2 separate regions of the Arabidopsis thaliana genome follow, and region 1 is linked to region 2. The links are chromatin contacts, called in public ChIA-PET maps. All regions are on one chromosome and are shown on one strand. Each heading gives the region's core, a stretch centred on a gene start, on an enhancer-like site or on the middle of the called end of the contact. The rest is flanking DNA. Distances are from core to core; before and after follow the strand shown. Region 1 holds the start of AT1G50380 (Prolyl oligopeptidase family protein). Region 2 holds the start of FTSH1 (FTSH protease 1).

Region 1 (3,854 bases), core at 622-3,121, 45 kb after region 2:
GTAATGCTAATGCTTGGAGATATTGCACGGATGTTTTTGACTATCTTACACTTTCAGCTATTATAGATGGCACTGTAAGTATTTCTCAGCTTCTTTGGCATTGTGTTATGATGTGTTCTTGTATAATTTTATGAATGCATAAGTTAGCTGTATACCATATTAAAACGTATTGCATCCTCAATGTAGGTTCTATGTGTTCATGGTGGCCTTTCACCTGATGTACGGACAATTGACCAGGTTAAAATGTGCTATTTTAAATTACTTTTGGTTTTCACCATGCAAGTGTTATTTATGATTAGATTAAATCTCATTTACTCATTTAGATGTTATTTTGTTCTCTAGATAAGATTGATTGAGCGGAATTGCGAAATACCGCATGAAGGACCCTTCTGTGATCTTATGTGGAGTGATCCTGAAGATATTGAAACATGGGCTGTCAGTCCACGTGGAGCTGGTTGGCTTTTCGGGTCCAGGGTTACCACTGAGGTATTTATATTTTTTTCTGGGGTTGAAATTTGAATAAGGTGTGAAAAGAAATAAATGTATTTCAGTTCCCTGATCTGTGGTTTTGCTTCTTGTGCAGTTTAACCATATTAACAATCTTGATCTAGTATGTCGCGCTCACCAGCTTGTACAAGAAGGTCTCAAGTACATGTTCCAAGATAAAGGTCTTGTAACTGTAAGTGCCTTGCTTCCTTATGATCATTTTGGATAGTTGGAAGTATAATCTGCTTGGTGATGTTTCTTCTCTTTATTTTTTTTGTAAAGGTGTGGTCTGCGCCTAATTACTGCTACCGTTGTGGGAATGTGGCTTCTATATTGAGTTTCAATGACAACATGGTGAGGCATTTGTTTTCTCTTTTGTTACTGATCTGCCACAATATCTTGTTTCATGTTCTTCTTACTTTTATGCACTCGTCTTCGGATTCTACTTTTCCTTTTTGATTAAATAAGTTACTGCCTTTGATACTTGTCTCTCGACCCAAACATATACACATGAGTGACTCTTGTGAGATAGAGTTATGATGTTTAAGCCATTTATTTAGTAACAATTCACAGTTCGCGTGGAATCAGTCTGTCCATATTGATTGTGCTCTGTGTGTTACTTTTCATATATAGACCTGTTTCTGGGAAGTGTTTAGGATCTGGTCCTCACTGACAGTAATGATTTGTTAAAATATGCTTAATTACCAGGAAAGGGAAGTGAAGTTCTTCACGGAGACAGAAGAGAACAATCAAATGAGAGGGCCAAGGACAGGTGTTCCTTATTTCCTGTGATTCATGATGATGATCCTACATCATTATTAGTCTCGTATTGCTCTTATCAAGTTAGCCATTATCATGATTGCCATTGGCTTATGTTCTTTCAAGGTATATCTTCTGATGTTGTTTACACTTCCATTGTTTTTTTTTTCCTTTTTCCATTTTGGAAACATTTTCTTGTGAAAGTGAATGTCACTTTGGTAATTTTAGTGGTTTTGATGCACTTTAACCTGAACCTCTTCTGGATGTTATTATTATACGTGCTTTCTTTCTTGTTTTGTTTCATCTTTGTTCTGTAAGCAAGACCAATTTTTATCATCTCAGCTTATTTGCAGTTTAGCACGGTTTGATTAGGTTCTGGGTTAATCTCAGGCTTATAAAATTCATCAAGCTCAAAAATAGTCCACTACAAGAACATAGAAGACCATTAATCAACATTCAACAGTAATTTGTTTCTAATCTAATTATTTGGTTTTGTTCAATAATCCTAGCAAAAATTCACGAAAGAGTTAATAATTTTGTAACCGGAATCATAGATAGGCCGGTTTATCCAAACCGGATATGACCTGTCCTCTATTAACAAACTGGTCGCGAGTCTCTAGGCAACTAAAACGGACACGTAATATGATAATAAGGCGTGGACTCGTATCTCTCGGCACTCACTTTCTCGCGACTCGTAGTCGTCTTCTCCACTTCGATACTCCTCTCTCTTGCCTCGTTCCTCTTGTTCCTCGCCGCCGCTCTATTCTACGGCTGTCTTCTTCTTTTTCCTCTTCCTCTGAAACCGGAGCTGCGTCAGTGCGGTTGACATCACCGAGAGACATGGCGGAATCGAGATCCCCTCCTGTAGCGAAGAAGGTGGAGCATGTGATGGAGATGTTCGGTGACGTTAGGGTTGACAATTACTACTGGCTCCGTGACGATTCTCGCACCAATCCCGACATGCTTTCTTATCTTCGTGAAGAAAATCACTACACTGATTTCGTCATGTCTGGTGAGTCTTTTCAAGTTGCCTCTGTCAGTGACGTTGTGATACTTAGGGGATTAGGGTTTTTAGCTTTCCTTGTTTTCAATTTGGAGTATTAGTGACTTGTTGATTATGCAAGCTTGTGATAAATTAGACTGGAAAATAAAAATTCAGGGACCAAGCAATTTGAGAATCAGCTGTTTGCTGAAATAAGAGGGAGGATCAAAGAAGATGATATATCTGCACCTCTACGCAAGGGTCCTTACTATTATTATGAGAAAAATCTTCAAGGAAAGGAATATATTCAGCACTGTAGACGTTTGATCACTGACAACAAAGCTGAGCCTTCTGTCTATGATACTATGCCAACTGGTCCAGATGCTCCTCCTGAGCATGTGATATTGGATGAGAATACCAAGGCTCAAGAGCATGACTACTACAGAATTGGGGCCTTCAAGGTTTGACTAGAAAATAGACTTTAAAAATCGTCCTAAGAGATATCCTTTTCAAACTTGCTCTTTACTAACTTGATGTTTCATTTTCTTGATTCTTTTTATAGGCGAGTCCCGATCATAAATTGGTGGCATATGCAGAGGACACAAAAGGTGATGAGATATATACAGTGAATGTCATCGACTCTGAAGCCCTAAAACCAGTGGGGCAACAGCTTAAAGGACTTACTTCTTATCTTGAATGGGCTGGTAATGATGCTTTGCTCTACATAACAATGGACGAAATCCTGCGACCTGATAAGGTTTACCTTCAATCTTTTCCCACCCTACTGTCTTAGTGTATAGTACTGGAGGAAGGGATTAACTTTTGCATGAATATAGATTTTACCGTTTCGATCAATTGTTGACATTATACACCTCATAGATGCCATATTTTCTTACCAAATTTGACTGTACTTATTATGAGATACGTCAATATTTTTGGCTTTCATGTTCTGATCTTCATATATTCTTTGTAACAGGTTTGGTTACATAAATTAGGGACAGAGCAGAGCAGTGATGTATGCCTTTACCATGAGAAGGATGATATGTTTTCTCTTGAACTCCACGCTTCTGAGAGCCATAAGTATTTATTTGTTGCATCTGAAAGCAAAACTACAAGATTTGTCTTCTCGCTTGATGTGTCCAAGACTCAGGATGGACTCAGGGTGTTGACACCTCGTGTAGATGGAATTGATTCATCTGTCAGTCATCGTGGGAACCACTTTTTCATCCAGAGAAGGAGCACTGAATTTTACAACTCAGAACTGATCGCCTGTCCAGTTGATGACACATCAAAGACAACTGTTCTGCTTCCACATAGAGAAAGGTAAACTTTTTTTGTTAGAATCTGGTTGCCATTGTGGCCTATCCAAAATCCAAATGAAGTATAACTAATTTTAATATCATGTATATCCTTCGGCTTAGACGACATGCATGCTGGGTTGTTTTCCAGTTGCTAGATTAGTTTTATAATGCATTTAACATCAAGGTCACCTTGTATGCCTAGCTAAACAATTATATTTGCATGGACAGTGTAAAGATTCAGGAAATTCAGCTTTTCCGAGATCATCTTGCAGTCTTCGAGCGTGAAAACGGACTGCAGAAGATCACAGTTCATAGGCTTCCTGCTG
Region 2 (3,541 bases), core at 89-2,588:
CTCCTCTCTGCCTACCCACAGCGTCAATCTCATCAATGAATACAATACAAGGGGCTTTAGACTTAGCCTTCTCGAACAAATCCCTAACTCTCGATGCACCCACACCCACAAAAAGCTCTACGAACTCCGAGGCCGCGCAAGAGAAGAACGGCACTCCAGCTTCCCCAGCCACCGCCCTAGCCAGGAGTGTCTTACCCGTACCAGGCGGTCCAACAAGCAAACACCCTTTAGGAATCTTAGCACCCAAGGCTGTGTACTTATCAGGATTCTTCAAGAAATCCACAACTTCCTGTAACTCCAACTTAGCTTGATCAGCCCCAGCAACATCTGCAAATGATACACCAGTCTCAGGCACTTCCTGGAACTTGGATTTAGAACGTCCGAAATCCATAGGACCACCCAAGCCACCAGGACCACCACCAGGGCCTCCCTGAGCTCGCCTGAAAAGCAAGAAGAGTCCACCAAAGGCCAAAAGCGGGAAAATCAAGTTTCCAATGACAGTGAACAAGTCATTGCCTGAGGATTCTCCTTCAGAGACGGATATATCAACTCCGTTCATAGCCAAGATATCAATAAGGTCAGGGTCGTTAGGGACGATGACTGAAGCACGGCGATTGTCGACGGCAGTAAGCTGAACAACAGAACCATCTTTGCTGAATCTAACTCTCTCGACTTTCCCTTTCTTCACAGCGTTAAGAAACTCGCTGTATCGCCACTGTGATCCTTCTGGGAGATCCGATGATTTAGGACTAGGAGCCTTAAGTATCTCGTTCTGAATGAACAATGGCGATGGCGTCGATGGCTTCACAGCTTGAGATTCTATAACGACAGACGGAGAAGCTGGTTCGTCCACTACAGCTAAAGCTAGCGGCGAAGATGAAATTGAAGATAGTAGAATAGCTGCTAAGGCTACTTGCGACGAGAATGGCGAATTGGGTTTACCATTTGGCGAATTTTCGTCTTGAGACGATCGAGTGATTTGGTATTTAGCACGGGAGACGAAGGAGAAAGGGAAAGAGGGTTTTCTGGTGGTTTTAGGGGTGGGAGATGAGATTATGATATGGGATCCTAAGAAGAAATTTGAAGAAGAACGTAGTAATGAGTTAGAAGCCATTGAAGCAGCTCTGTTTCTTCTTCTTCGTCAAGACTTGTCAAAATTCGAATTGAATTCTGAGAGAGAAGAAGCTACAAACGAGAAACGTGGAACAAAGGATCTTCTGGTTTTTAAGGAAGAGGAGATTAAGCAGAAGCCATGACTTCTCGAGTCCTTTCTACGTTTGCTACCTCATATCCACTCGTTAACTGATCGCAAAATGCCACAAAAATTAATTAATTTAATGTGCAAATTCGAAAAAACTTTGTAGTGGTCGGACAGTTCGGTTTAATTTTAAAAATTTAATTCAGTTCGGTTTGGATTATGTTCCGGTTCGGACAACTTCCCCACCAACTAGAACAGTCTTGTAAGCCTCAACAGAACATGGACGTGAGAGCTTCATTCAATACCATAACCATTATTGAGTCTGCCATCAGTGAGATCATGGAATTCAGCGGCGACACAACTAATCTGTCCCATGTTAACAAGAGGCTCCACCTTTTCGATCAGTCTATCTTTGTCAAACTTTATTTGAGAATCATGAAATACCACAATCTTACCATAAGGGAATGGAAATGAAGGATGGTTCCACGAACCAAGTTCTGCTCCTACTACCAATCCTATTGAAACAATCGATGATTATATTTTATTTCCGAAAAGTCAGAATTTTCTCTTTTTTTTTTGGTCAAAATATACAAAAGTTTCTATCTTTTTTTATGTACTGTATATCAACCACAAGTGTAAAGAGTAACACAACAGTGAGAGCTTGGACAGAATAGATCCAAACCTTCCTGCCTTTAGTAAGAGTCCCTCTTCTAATGGCTATTTACATACAAAATTAAATTACAAAACTGAGACCTCGTTATAAGCCATATCTAAGGTTGAGAAGAGATGACCACCAGACCTGCCACAAAATAAAGAGGCCTTGATAAGCTTATCACACACGGTAGGCAAAAGGTTGACATGAAAATATCTGGACTGAACTATGTCACACAAGGTAGAAGAATCAACTGACTCATTTTCAATTCACACATAATTTTATCAAATACAAAGCCTGATGTCCAGTTTTGACTTTCGGTACACTACAAGCAGCAGAAAGAGTAACAGAATCTACAATTTTAATGTTTCAAGTAGCATAATTATTCTAGGAAAAAAGAAGTTCAAGTTTGGTTCTTGACTATATGAACAAACCAGTGTTGTTCCACGTTCTAATATAAGGAAAACAACTGACAAAAAGAGAATCTGTCTGTCCAATCACATCAGGGGAAGAAATTTCAAGTTCTCGAGGTATATATTAAGAGACTTACTTGCAACAGAAATCTCCAGCGAGATGTATAGTACTATACTACGGGTTGAAGAAACTTGAGCCTTCCATGTTGATAGCAACAAGAACCAATATACCCGTGATAATACCGAACCACAGTAATGCTAATCCTGAAATTAGGAGGTTTTACAGTTTCAGGTCAAGAAAGCATAGAAAGGAAATCATCGTAAGAGATTGAGCCTCGGTATACCTCCATCACCGCCAGCTCCTCTACCAGAATTTGCAACTAACAAATCCAAATTTGATACATCTGCGTTTCTTTCAGACCCCTTACTAGTATCTGGCTTAGAAGGTACTGGTGCCCCAAGTGAGTCACCACCATCAATTATACCGTCTCTAGCTTCAGATGAAACTATGCCTTGAAACTCCTCACTCACAATCAATGCAGACAACACGTTCATAAATGACTCTTGATCAATATCATCTGACGAAAGCTTTCCCTTCCGCACAAATGAGCCAAGTTCTTCTGAATCAGACATTTCATCGTCAGAAGTATCAATGGCTTTGACATTGGTCTTGTCATCTTCTTCCTCCTCCACATATGATTTGTATGTAAGCCGTAGCAGTATCTCACCCGCAGATCCCTTTCCAAACAAACTCCAACCACCACGCAAAACCACAATTCTGTCTGTAGGAACCGTATCTTGCAGAAATCTGAGATCAACCTGGACATATAACTAAATAATAAGGCTATGCAGACAGTAACATAAATATTAAGCAACATTCCTCAAGCAATCATTAAAGAGATCCACAGAATACGTACTCAACGCCTATTATTCTACAGATTACAAAAAAAAATATGTACCCAAGGAAATATTATTTACCTCTCCAGTACCAATAGCCATATCAGCAAACCCAAGACGATCATTGACCTCAATTTGTAATACTTGCTCTCTAGGATTTGAAACAAGGAATTGAAAGTCCTGCAAAGTTAAAGAATACACACTTATCTATTTACATTTCAATCCTTAAATAATCATAATTCACCACCAGATTGTGAATGAACCATCCAAAGCAGTTCACCTGATTCCAAATTGGCTGACCAGGAGCCCCAATGACAGTAGTTTGACTGTTCCTTTTACTACGGATAACTTGATCCCCTAATCTGAGAATTGCATATGGAT

What was found. ChIA-PET counts read pairs in DNA pulled down with a chosen protein or histone mark.
Region 1: an H3K4me3 ChIA-PET map of shoot shows a contact between it and region 2, with 12 read pairs. The contact joins the promoter of AT1G50380 here to the promoter of FTSH1 in region 2. A contact is called at or near these places in 1 of 26 Hi-C or Micro-C datasets (vegetative nucleus) and 1 of 2 datasets of contacts at active chromatin or transcription factors (shoot).

Annotation. Positions count from the first base shown.
Region 1 is chr1:18,660,395-18,664,248 of TAIR10.1, forward strand. It overlaps AT1G50380 (Prolyl oligopeptidase family protein), which reads left to right and starts at 1,872. Exons shown (of 11, transcript NM_001333432.1): 1 at 1,872-2,257; 2 at 2,405-2,688; 3 at 2,790-2,984; 4 at 3,204-3,550; 5 at 3,757-3,854. The coding sequence starts at 1,888. It overlaps FYPP1 (Calcineurin-like metallo-phosphoesterase superfamily protein), which reads left to right. Exons shown (of 10, transcript NM_103920.4): 5 at 1-74; 6 at 187-237; 7 at 343-486; 8 at 584-679; 9 at 769-840; 10 at 1,195-1,658. The coding sequence ends at 1,278.
Region 2 is chr1:18,615,817-18,619,357 of TAIR10.1, forward strand. FTSH1 (FTSH protease 1) reads right to left here and starts at 1,339. Exons shown (of 5, transcript NM_103909.4): 1 at 1-1,339. The coding sequence starts at 1,114. NTMC2T5.1 (N-terminal-transmembrane-C2 domain type 5.1) reads right to left here. Exons shown (of 9, transcript NM_103910.4): 5 at 3,441-3,541; 6 at 3,242-3,340; 7 at 2,608-3,082; 8 at 2,401-2,527; 9 at 1,777-1,997. The coding sequence ends at 2,439.